Regions from separate parts of the Mus musculus genome. Here all the other regions are linked to region 3. Evidence: chromatin contacts called from public promoter capture Hi-C data. All regions are on one chromosome and are shown on one strand. Each heading gives the region's core, a stretch centred on a gene start, on an enhancer-like site or on the middle of the called end of the contact. The rest is flanking DNA. Distances are from core to core; before and after follow the strand shown.

Region 1 (3,833 bases), core at 299-2,798, 2.9 Mb before region 3:
GCCTCCAGCAACCTGAGAGGCCTGTAGGAATGAGCAGGTCAGGTGAGGGAAGTGTATAGTATTGCAAAGAAGCCTAAGCGGCAGAGAGTTCCATAAGGGTGTATCAGGAGTTCCTTGGCACAGTAGACAAGAACTCAAGTCTTTGTGCTTTTCAGGGCGCTTCGTGTTTAAGGTGTGCAGTATAGCATGGCTCTGAAGCGAGGGCAGGAAGAGCAGGTAGAAACTAGCTGGGCGAGGCCATTTGCTGTGTGGCAAGGGGCCAGGAAGGAGGAGACCCTGAGGCAGAATAGCTGAAGGTATCCAGATGAGCAGAGGAAGGTCTGCAGCAAAACACAGGGAGGGTCAAGGTAAAGGTGAGCCCGCAGTCTCCGCACTTCCGGAGGGCGTGGCCATCCTGTAGACCGCCGTTAAACTGGCAGGTGCCAAGGGACAGCTCTGCCCCTCCCTCTCACCTCACTTTCCTTTTCCGCACCGCACCCTCTCCCTCTCCACCTGCCTCTTCTTTCCTAGCTTTGAGATGCAGAGTACACGCAGTACTGTCTGTCCGCTGCTCCAACTATTTTTGGTGGCGACATCGAGGGCACAAAGCTTAGTTTGTGTCCGCTCGAGCGTTCAGGTCTCGCCCCAGCAATTCTTCCTGCCACTCGTCGCCTACAGGCTTGTCTCTGGATCACCGTTGGCAGCGTCCGGCCTTTGTCCGGCCCTCCTCCACACGCACTGGCGCACATAATGTGATCTTTCGCATCCGGCTTCCCACAGAGGCTGCTCTGGCTTCACCTAGGTTGTAGCCACGTAGTAGGCTCATGCCGGTTGCGGAGGATAGTTGCCGACTGCATGTCTTTCCCCGTGCATCAGGTTGCACTCTGGGTTCATTCTGCCATTGTCATGTAGCTACTGTGAATCCTTGCGGGATTCTCAAAGCTTACCAAGATTGCTCCTGAAGGGCTGAGTGCAAAACTAAGTTCAACCTTAAAAGAGAGGGCCGCACCCTTTTATGAAGTGGAGAATTTTCCTTAAAAACTGCTCTTCTAGTGGCTGGAGGAAGAATGAATATGGGGACAAGGAAGTCTGGGGCTGGCTGTACATGAGAGGGAGGATGGCTTTCCGAAGAGACTTCTGGCGACGTGGCCCCCGGAACTCCCCACCCACTTCGCAGGGCTCAGCTGCTTCTCGCGGAGGCCTGGCGACCCCTGGCGGCGGGTTCCTTCCAGGGCGGCTTCGCAGAGACACTCCCTTCGTGGCTGGGTGGAGCCACATTGCTCCTTCCTCCGCTCCTCCAGGGAACACCTCGGGCGCATGCGCGCCCTCCAGCCTCGCGCTTCCCTAGCCCGGGGTTGCTAAGGCGGTTGATAAGTCGAGGTGCTGATTGGTGAGTTCCAACGGAGTTGGCACCTCCAATCCCCGCCCCCGACCCCGGAAGTGCCTGCCTACGGGATAGACTGGTAGGCACTCAAACGCCAGAGTCATCGTTCATTGGGCCTGAGGGGAGAAGGCGGGCCTCATCCGGAACTGTGATTGGTCGGGGTCCCGAGCGGGCAATCCGAGGCTGTCTAGTGCTGGCTGTATGCGGCGGCGGCGGAGCCGGGTGGAAGGGGCTGCCCGGGCCCTGCCTGAGGCTGTCGCCGCGCTGAGTCGGTGCCTGCCTGCTGGGCCCAGCCCAGAAATCTTCCGCCGCGCCAAGTTCGATCGACCTGAGGCGGTGAGGCTATTCGAGTAGGCGGTCGGGGTCGGGGCAGGCGTTGCCTGGGCTGATGTAGGTGACACCTGATACCCGCTGACTACAAACTCCTCGTTTGCTTCAGGCTCCAGTGCTCTGGCAGCTTCTCTTGCGCGTGCTCTCACCGCTTGCTGCAAACAATACCTGGACCGACCTTGCCCCAGGTAAGCCCCGCCCTCTCAGAAAGCCGCTCCCCAAGGCTATTGTAGTTTTGTCTTAACCCACCAAGTCCCGCCCCATCAAAGCTCCTCTGTTGTTTCCTCCCTTCCTGCAGGCACCTGCTCCTCTCGCTGTTGCGCCCACTTCCATTAGTATAAGTTCCCACTAGCCTTTACCACGCTTACCTGGGTAGTAGTGGCTTTATCACTCCAGTGAAACGCTGAGACTGGCCAACCACTCACAGAAATCCTGCCCGTTGGTTATCACTTTGCCTCCTCATAGACTCTCAGATCTCGCCTCCTTAGTCCACGCTTAGCAGGTTCTAAGCTTAGGGGGTGCTCTCAGGTCCCCAGAGGGATCCAGGTGAAATCTCCAGGTTAGCACCCCCTGATCTGATCATTTCCCACTCCAGAGGCCCAAGCCTGTGTGGTGAAATCAGCACTGGGCTCCCAAGGCTACCCCAGGTCTGTGCTGCTACAATTTCCAGACGGCAGTTCTCAGGGAAGCCGGGAACTGCTGTTGGCCCTGTCTTGGCTCCTCGCCCGAGGACCCTTGCTTGAGCAGCTGCTTGCCCAGACCCGTGTGCAGCTGGGTGACCAGTTGCCCCAGTGGGAGGTGAGTATGTAATTGAGGGTGTCAGAGCCCTGCTTTGCCCAGAACCCGTGGATTTCTCCGGGCTTCCAGCTCATGTGGTATTTGCCCTTGGTGTGGTTCTCATCCAGCTTTGAAGCTGAGGATGTACGTCAGTAGTACAGCTTCCCTGTCCTGGTCCTTCCTCGAGATATGGGATGTATAGCAGGGCTGACTCTTGTTCCCTCTCTACTGTGAGGCCCCAACCAGTCCTGGTCCTCCTGCACCCTTTGTGGAACCAAAGAGCCCCGTGGATCTCCGACTAGTGGAATGGCTGATGGGAAGGCTGCGGTTTAGGTGGCGATGCCTGATCTCTAGTCAGCAGGAGCAGTGTATCCTCCTCAGCAAGGTAATACAGGCACATGGCTCTTCACCCTGTGCCCAGGCTGCCTTTCCCTGGGGTCCATCTCTGTCACCACTATTGGACCACTGGACTGCTGGGCTTATCCCAACTCTGACCTTTACAAGCAGGGACGGACCGTGCTTTACCTGTGTCCTGGTGAGCAAGGTGTGGAAGCCCTCGGTGAAGTTGTCTGGTGCCCTTCTGCAGCCTCTGCCCCCAGTATTACTGGGGTATCCTGAGCCCAGCTCTGTCCTTTCTGGTTATAAGTGGTCTCTAAAGGTGCCCATATTCGGCTGAAAGATCTTGCTGGGAGCTACTCCCCAGCCTGGCTATTTTACCTATTACAGATCCACCTGTACACGCAGGGATGCCACAGCCAACAGAGCCTTGGCCATCTTTCTGTTGCCGAAACAGAGATGCTTAGAGATCCAGAGAGCGGTCAGCAGGTGAGGATTGGCAGGGTGCTGCAGTGGGCGCTGCCTCATGGCAGGGTGTTTGGTCTGTTGGGGAAATACCCGGCTGGTGTTAGGCTTTGACAGCCAATCACTGTCGTTTGTTACTGTGGGTGGCTAGTGTCACAGTTGGGGTTCCGGAAGGGGACCACTGGAATGGGAAAACACTGCTGTCAGGTCTGAGATGAACCTCTAGTTCTACCTGACGTATCTGGAGGTAGGAAAGCCTGAGTGTGAGCAGGCCGGCTGTCCTTCAGAGCCTGGGGCTAGACTCACAGGAATCAGCGTGGGGAGGTTAACAGGAAGGCCAGGGTACTGGCCTGGATGTTTGTAGGCCTTAATCCTCCTTCGTTGCCCAGGAGCCATTTACTTCTTTCCAAGCATGGCTTTTCTAGGCAGTGGGCTCCTGAGCTTCCTGATAGACTTGAATCTTAAGAGAGCCGGGCTGGAGAGATGGCTCAGCTGTTAAAGAGTGCTGGCTGCTCTTTCAGAGGTCCTGAGTTCAATTCCCAGCAACCACATGGTGGCTCAC
Region 2 (4,213 bases), core at 1,304-3,803, 2.9 Mb before region 3:
CCCTGTGCCCAGCAGATCCCTTGCCCCAGCTGTCGGGCTTTCTGTGCTAAGCTGTGCTGCCCTGGCAGGTGTGCTTTTCTCAAGAATTTGCTCATATTTCTGCTCAGAAATCCTATCTCTGCCTGCGCTTAGCCTCGCAGGCCCAGAGACAGGTGCGGGCCTGGCCAGCTACGGGAGGGAGAGAGGAGGTCTGGCTCTGCAGGCCATCGCCCCTCAGGCTGCTGCAGCCTCAGCTGGCCAAGAGGAGGCTCAGACCCTTTCTGGGAACAGTGGAGTCTTTTGGCCCCTGCCTCCTGGCCCCCCTTGCCCTCCTCAGGCGCCTGTGATGTGTAGAAATCGCAGTCGGGATTAAAATAGAAACCATTTATGTTCCCACTTGAGATACAGATAAGGGGTATCTCAGCTTCCCTGAGCTTGTGATGGGGCTTATCGGGGTGACAGGCCAGGTGTCCGGGACAGTGCTGTGACATATACCCTACTCACGTCCCCAGGGTCATTGGGCTTCTCCCGGTTGCTCTGGCCTCTACCTTGTCCTCCACTACTCTCTTCAAGGGCCTCCTGTGAGTCCTTTTCCCATCGGGAGTCTGGGGAGCATGGCTCCATCGAGGTCCAGACGAAGCCCCTTCTGGCCTAGTTCCCTCAGCTTTCCACAGACACAGGTCTCTTTTTTACTGACATTCCTAAGTGGGCTCCAGTGCCCACTATAGAAACAGGGCCAAGACTATTGGACATGAAAGCCAAGGTGAAGAACGGGAATTAGACATAGGCTGGTGGTTCATGGGCCCAGGAAAGTAATCTACACTATCCTGAAGCCTTTTAATGAGAAAAACAGGTAGGACCCATTCTACAATGGTCAGGCAGTGACCCGAGAGACTGGTGCTGACTTGACGACCTGGACGTAGCTCAGAGCCTCCATTCCAGGCCTTACCATTCCTGGCCATAGGTTCCCACGGTAGATCTGTGACCCTGCCCTGGATGACAGGACACGTGAAGATAGAATTCCACTGTATTTCTTATCTTGTTGGGGCCCTAGAGAAGAGAGCTGCTGACCTGCTCCACACCACACCATCTACCAGGACACAAATGAGTCCATCCTAGCTGAGAAAGGAGGGACCCTGTCCCAAAAGGCACTGTGGAAGCCTCTACCTACCTCTTCCCTTGGCTGGTGTGTGTCCAGAGGTGCCTTTCTGTGCCTGCCCATGCGATCCTGTTACAGCCTCAGGTGTGGAGGTCAAGGTTACTGTTTGTCATTGGCCCGTGTGCCTTCCTGCCAGGCTCACAACAGCCCCATAGCCCTCCTTCATCATCCAGGGACCCAGCAGAGGAGGTAGGACAGAAGCAGCAATTAGGAACTCTTACCCGGCCCTCTCCATCCCCTTCTCGCCCTGGGCATCCAGCCAGGATTGCCCCGGGAGGGGGCCTACTCCTATCCACTCTCATTGTGGCCGGGCACCCTTGAGGCCTTTTTAGAAGACTAGCTGTGCTTAGCCCAGTCAGCCCTGTCTTTCACGGCAGATATTAGCGGTGGAGTGGTCAAGCAGGCTGGTACCTAGAGGTCCACAGGACTCCTAAATGGGAAGCTGGAGGGGGCGCAGTAATGGATGCTTGGGTTGGAAGTCAGGACACCTATACATTCAGCCTGAACAGGAACCTGGCTGTGAGCGAAGGGTCTGTCCAGGAAGGCTTCCTTGCCTGCCTCTCACCTTGGCTGGCATGTGTCCACAGGTGCCAGGGGGAGCTGGTCTGGCTGGTCAGTCAGGCTTGGAGGGGGTGGCACGTTTCTGGGCTGTTGTCACCATGGAAATGGCAGTTACTGCAGGATATGTGTACAAAGGAAGGCCACCACATGGAGCTATAAGAGTAGGCCAGGGATTACCAACATGCCTGGTACCTGGGACCACTTGGCTCCCAGTCCATGGGCTGGACACAGAAATGAAATGTGGGTCTCCAGCACGGCAGTGAGGAAAGTGTGGGAGGGGTTTCTCTGGAGTCAGCTGTCCATACTGGGCAGGGTCATCAGGGTTTGAGACTTGTAGAGTGTTTGTTCCCCAGGCCCAAGGCTCAGGTTGGGTCAAGAGGCTCAGAGAGAGGCCTGTAGGTCCATGGGAGTCAGAAAGTAAGGAGGGTGGGACGGCAAGCAAGCCCTTAGTGGGAAGGAAACTGGAAGGGGACTATTCTGAGGACAAGCAGGATTTCTGGCTCTGCTGCTCTACAGAATGCTTTGGGGCCAGCATTGTGGGAGTCAGAGACTCTTAGTCTGAGGAAGAGCAGCAGCAACCTCACAGAAGGGGGTATTAGCCCACAACACTTGCCGCGGAGGAAATTCGCAGGTACCCCATTCCTCCAAGGATAAAAGTGCCTTAGAGGCAAGTGCACCTGCGGCCCCGTCAGAGCCTGCTCTGGCTGACGCCACCCCGCCCCCACTCATCCCAGTGGTTTCTTAAGCTGTTTTTGGAAGTGGTGGCGCTTACAAGTGAGCCTCGCCCGCCCCTCCTTCAGCACCACAGACAGGACCGCGGCGCCCCGCCCGGAATCCGATGCTTCGTGCTTCTGTGCTGCGAGACCGTTGCTATAGAAACGAGGCAACAAAGGGAGGCGGCGCCGGGAGGCGCGAGGGGCGGGGGCGCGTCCCGCGGGCTTCTCGTGCCCCCTTCTACCACGAGCAGGCCCGGACCTCGAGACCTAAAGCTGGGGATCCCAAGTCCGTTCTACAGCTAGAGATCACTATGTGGCCATGGAATCCTCGGGCGATCCCTGTGGACGCCACCTCACTCCGGGGTAGGGGGCGCTAGGCCGGGCCCTTCCGACCCTGGCAGGTGCGCCCCGCCTGCAGCGCGCCCAGCTGCTGGCGTCTAGGGGGCGGGCTCCAGAGGCCCCGCCCAGGTCTCGGAGCCAATCGACGTCCGGGGGCGGGCGGGGCAGGCGCGGGCGGCGGCACAGAGACGAGCGCGGGTGGAGGGCGCGGACCGACCGAGCGCACCGACCATGGCCTCCAAGTGTCCCAAGTGTGACAAGACCGTATACTTCGGTGAGTATCCACCCGCCGTCCGCCTTCGCCTCCAGGCTCCTGGCTGAGAGCCACACCCCGGAATGTACACGGATGGGGTGCGCAGCCACCGTCTTGGGATGCGCGATCCGATCGGTAGCTAAGCTCGCCACGCTGTTTTCGCGGGTGCGGCCCGAGGCTCGAAGGTAGTGCTACGCGGGGCGAGGGATACCATCTGGGATTCTGGAGAAGCGGGTGGCGTCGGGTGGGTTCCGAAGCGCTCGGTAGGCACTGGTCTAGGTACGCAAAGTCCTGGTCGGCCGGGGCCAGGAGCGCCCTCCTGGCCACCCGCATGTTCAGCTTATCGCCCTTCTTCAGGGACGCTCTTCGGGGCGGGATCCAATGAGGTCCGACGCCCGAGACTGGTCCGTTGAGATCCCCTGGTTTCCGGCATCTCTTCACCTTATGGCTGCTTCCCAGCCTGCACATGGGCCCACTAGTGTGACCCATAGTAGTGAGTGACCCCAGTGCTCACTTCGACCTCTGCCCAGGCCGTTGGGCCAGGTCTGGGATTTCGGATTCAGTCCAAGCGGGGGCGACCTTGGCTTCTGCCTCTTACATGCCCCAGCTTGCTCCTTTTCTTGGCCATTTGCCTCTGCAGTTTCACCCGGGGTGGGGCATGGTGACACGTATTTCTCCATGAGCTTGAGAGTGCACTGGGTGACTAGGACCCTGGCCTCTTGGAGGTCAAGGCCATCTGGGAAGGAAGCTATGGTATGCAGGAATTGGTTCCTGCTAAGGTAGCCCCTGAAGGCAATCACCTTTATCAAGCATCCCCTGGTTCCTGATCTGCTAACCTCCTGGGGCTGTGTTCCTAGCTGAGCAACTTTGCCAGAGTAGCAGTATAGCTGCCACTGAAAAATAGACTCAGGGCCAGAATAGAGGAAGACAGGGACATGAAAGGACAGGGACTCTTATGCTCTTCCCCAAACAGCAGTGTCCAGGTCAGTGAACTTCAGATGACGGGAGGAGAGGAGAGGCCACTTTTGTTTGTTCCCAGAGTGGAGGGACCGGATTTGGCTTGGAGTTGCTCTGGGTGGCCTGGAGCCAGGGGTTTCCTGTTGCCTCCTGGAGGGGACAGATTGCCTGATTTCAGCCCTTTTCCTACAGAGAGATGTTTAACAAGCCCCCGAGTGAAGACGGTCTTCAGGGCCTCTCTGTATGACT
Region 3 (4,014 bases), core at 1,390-3,889:
ATGAAAACCTGCTCCATTCACTGACTACCTCTGTAAAAAAAAAAAAAAGACACAAAGGCTGGCCTTTCAGATTTGTATAATAAAATAAATTACAAGGTTGTTTTCCCCAGCTTTGACAGGATATTAGGTAAAACTCATTTTCACTTTAAAGACTCATAACAATATGAAATGCATATAAATCTTACATTTAGTTTGCTTTGCAGGGTATTAGCAGGAGTCAGGAGGAGCCACCAACCCATCATCTGATGCGTTTTTGCAAAGGAGATTTGCCCTTTACAAATCAGTTGCGTGTTGTCTTCCTTCTGTGCACATGAGAGGTGCAGAAGCCTTGGAGACAACCGCAGCTGTAGCCCCTAATGGGTCGAGTGTCTCTCATAACCACCCCCTCCAGGCACAGCAAATAGATTCAGTTTATGTACTCCCCTGAAATTGCTCCCCTTATTACAGGGCGGTGTCAGAAGGAAGTGCTGGGAAAGAACTGTCGTTTTGTAAAAGTAAGACAAACAGAGATGAAACAATCGCTTTCATTCTTTGTTGTTGTTGAAGATTTTATGTTGAACACCAGGCTCTTGTAGATACGAAGGCAGCAGCACTTCTGAGGGGGAGTCAGCGGATGTTACTGGGTATTGTCTTGTCAGCTCCTGAGGATCCTCTTCTTATGTGCTCATACAGGCTTCTAATGTCTCTGATAAGCTTCATCACTGGACCCACTCCATGTGGAAGGTGCTAGCTGTTTGGCCGTCATTGCTGACCCAAAACTTCACTGGCAAAAAAGCAAAGGGACTCTGTGACCACATCCTAAGAGAACAGAGGGTTAGCTAAAATGGCTTGTGAAGAACTCTGCCCCAAATGCTGCTGCTGCTGCTGCTGCTTTGGGTATGAGAAGCCTCCGTGATAGTGAGGACTGAAACCCTAGAGTCTGGAAACCAGAGCAGCCACTCAAGTGGAAGGTGCCAGGAAACTGCCCAAGAGGATGTCAGTGGGGAAGGGATAGGAAGGCCAGACATCAGTAGGTAGAGATGAAACGGGGCTAAGAGCAGGTCTGGAGGATGCTGGAGGGCACAACACAAGGCTGAACTCAGGTTCATATCCAGGCTGTGAACAATGTGAAGTCCCATCAGAACCAAGCAGTCACCATAGGCACAAGAGTCTCTCTCTCTCTCTCTCTCTCTCTCTCTCTCTCTCTCTCTCTCTCTCTCTCTCCTTACCCCAATTCAGAAGAATGGAGAGACCTTGAAAGACATGACCAGTCTTTTTAGGACCTTCGCTCCTCCAGGATACCCCCAGGAAAACAAGTCCCTCTTGTCTCCCCGTGCCTGTATCTCATCCTTGTCAGGACTATCACTTCATCTCATCATATATGCCATTGCTGTGGTTGGAACCCTGGCGTCTCACCCAGTTTTGACCAATAACATCCGGACGTGACTTTAGAATGCATCCCTCACAACAATTCAGGTGTATCAGCTCTCCTAATTCTAATTGTAACCCTCTGGGATGGAGCAATGGCAGGGGTCGATGTTGTGATTTACAAATGTGCAGGTGGATCAGGTTCACTGGCTGAAACAGCGGACAGGGGTTGTGGACAAAGCCAGAGCCCAAGCTTCCTGGCCCCAAGCTGCAGACCTAGTGCCCAGACCTTCTCCTCCATAAAATCCCCTGATGGACAAACACAGGCAGATGCACAGATAGTGGAAGGGTGACAGAAAACAGATAGAAACCTAGGTCCAAGGGTACACGGGGCTCTGATGTCATGGAGCACATGATGAACTCAGTGGGGAGAAAAATAATGGGCAGATAGACACCCCAAAGTGTGAAGGATACATTTTGTACTATTTCAGACTTCTGACTTTGGGCTTGAAATTATATCTGAATAAGAAGTTTAAAACTTGCCTGCTTTACTTAATGGAGTACTATTGTCTGCTGGTAGCTTTCTGCTCTTCCCTAGACTGGTCTGTCGACAGACAGCCAAACCATAGCTGAACAGTGGCAGTGTCTCCACAAGCCTAGTGTACAATGAGCCACACACGTGTCACCTGAGGGTTTGGGGTGCCGATGAGCAGACCCACTTTTGCGTTGATGAAGTCTCTGCTTTCTGTTCAACTTGGCCTTAGGCTCTCAAGGGGAGCCATGCAAGAGCTTTCTCTTTTCTCTCTGCTCACACCAGTGCAGACCTAACCATGGTCGTCCAGCCACTTTCTGCACTTTTTCCTTGTGCTGCACACAGGCTTCGCATTTGCACAGGGAGTTGGTGCCAGATGCTACCTCAGCGCTCAAGTTCCCTTACCTGGAATTGGGCAATGCCCTCTGTGGGTGAGCATCTGCTTACTTGAGCCACCAGCTCTCCAAAGGCTTGAACACGGCAGCCCACAGTGGGGTCGCAGAGGAGGGAGGCAGTACAGCTCGGTTAGCAGAGGGAGCCTGGGAGGAAGGAGCGCGAGAGAGCAGGGCTGACAAGGGAAGTACCCAGGCCAGGAGGGGGTCGGGGTGAGGCCCAGGGTCTTGCACTTCAGAGGGAAGTAGGGGTGGAAGGAGGGACGTTTGGACAGAGATCTGGTGGACCGGAGTGCCAGAGAGAGACTCCGCAAAAAGGAGAAAGGGGCGCGAGGCGGGGACTGGGCCGAGGGGCGGGGCCGGGACTTGCAGCCTGGAAGGCGGAGAGGGCGATAGGCGCGAGACTGAGGAAATCCGCGCTGGGAGGCCCGGAGCAGGGGACCGTGCTGCTGAGGCGCCAAGGACCGAGGCAGCACGCTGAGCCCAAGATGAGGGCGTCGGTGGTGCTGACCTGCTACTGCTGGTTGCTGGTGCGGGTGAGTGAACCCGCGCCCACTTCCCGAAGAGGCGCATCCTGCAGTGGACCGCGGGGCTCACCTCCGAGTCCCAGCACGAGCGGGCGGAGCGTGGGGCCAGGGGAGACAATCCAGAGCAGAATGCTTCCTACTGAGCCTTACCAAACCCTGGGCTGCTGGACTCAGGGGAATTTTCCTATTCCCACCGCCGTTGCGGGTTCGCCAGAAGTGGGGTTGAAGTTCTCCTCGACCCCCGCCCCTGGGACGACCTGGGTCCTGGTCTGGCAGTGCTCCTGGAGTTGGGAACACCCCTAGCACCCAGCGAGAAGAGTGGCCGCTGCCCGGGCCACCTGCTCTGACTTTGCTTCCGATAGAAACTGCTGTTACTCTGTGGTTAAATATTTCTCTTTCCATCTCCTGGTCTGAGTGTTTGTTTAGTATGTGACAGAAGGAAAGTGCTGTGGCTAAGAAAGTTTCCTTTTGGAAATACTCTCTTTTTTATTTCTTCTTCTTCTTCTTCTTCTTCTTCTTCTTCTTCTTCTTCTTCTTCTTCTTCTTCTTCTTCTTAAGAGAGCCAAAAGAACCCCTGAACCGAAGTTTGTTACATGGGTTGCATTGGTTTTATGTAGTTCTCCGGAACTCTACCCTTTATTTGAAAACCTTTCTTAAGAAAGAAAAAGAAGGGCTTGAGCCTTATTTCTTGCATTTGCTTCTCTGCTCTGAGAACTGTATCCCTGTGGAGCTTAAGGTTTCCACACATATCTAGGCCTCCGGCTGAGGGAGCCAACTAAGCTTAGTGTGTGCAGCAAGAGGGGAGGGGATGTTTAAGGAAATCCATCCGTCATTGTTGATGAAATTTCAGTTTTCTGGAGCATATCTTCTCTGCCCCCACGGGCAGCTGAGGGAAGCTTCCCAAGGATGCTCGAGAATCCTCGGGACTCCAATCACTTTAACCTTTCAGACATCCCAACATTTCATCGTTCCCCATGTTCCAGGAATGTCAGCAATACCAGGCTTTTAGCACCTTAATTTATCATCTCATCAGTTCTGAAATTCAGATCAGTGAGTTGCTATTGCTTGACCTCCGAATCTCTGCATTTTAGTGGTTGTGTAGCAATGAGCTGGTAAATCCAAGGTACCTCAAGTGATTTTAAATGAAGTGAATGTAGCAGAAAAATTCAACATTGAGTTTTGTCCTTTGATTCTATTGGGAAATTGTATTCCTCGT

The links. Promoter capture Hi-C pulls out the DNA fragments that hold promoters and counts their contacts.
Region 1: a promoter capture Hi-C map of cranial neural crest shows a contact between it and region 3. The contact joins the promoter of Tedc1 here to the promoter of Vipr2 in region 3. A contact is called at or near these places in 7 of 39 promoter capture datasets (cranial neural crest, embryonic stem cells, frontonasal cranial neural crest and 4 more).
Region 2: a promoter capture Hi-C map of pre-B cells shows a contact between it and region 3, with 5 times the contacts expected there. The contact joins the promoter of F930026P19Rik here to the promoter of Vipr2 in region 3.

The regions. Positions count from the first base shown.
Region 1 is chr12:113,154,873-113,158,705 of GRCm38.p6, forward strand. Tedc1 (tubulin epsilon and delta complex 1) reads left to right here and starts at 1,549. Exons shown (of 8, transcript NM_134041.3): 1 at 1,549-1,699; 2 at 1,803-1,881; 3 at 2,289-2,491; 4 at 2,706-2,855; 5 at 3,197-3,295. The coding sequence starts at 1,565.
Region 2 is chr12:113,137,587-113,141,799 of GRCm38.p6, forward strand. It overlaps F930026P19Rik (RIKEN cDNA F930026P19 gene), which reads right to left and starts at 2,554. Exons shown (of 4, transcript NR_165646.1): 1 at 2,472-2,554; 2 at 1,704-1,813; 3 at 1,151-1,298; 4 at 769-1,069. Crip2 (cysteine rich protein 2) reads left to right here and starts at 2,650. Exons shown (of 7, transcript NM_024223.2): 1 at 2,650-3,028. The coding sequence starts at 2,986.
Region 3 is chr12:116,075,087-116,079,100 of GRCm38.p6, forward strand. Vipr2 (vasoactive intestinal peptide receptor 2) reads left to right here and starts at 2,640. Exons shown (of 13, transcript NM_009511.2): 1 at 2,640-2,807. The coding sequence starts at 2,760. It overlaps Gm46383 (a long non-coding RNA gene), which reads right to left and starts at 3,145. Exons shown (of 3, transcript XR_001780734.2): 1 at 2,949-3,145; 2 at 2,285-2,418; 3 at 66-763.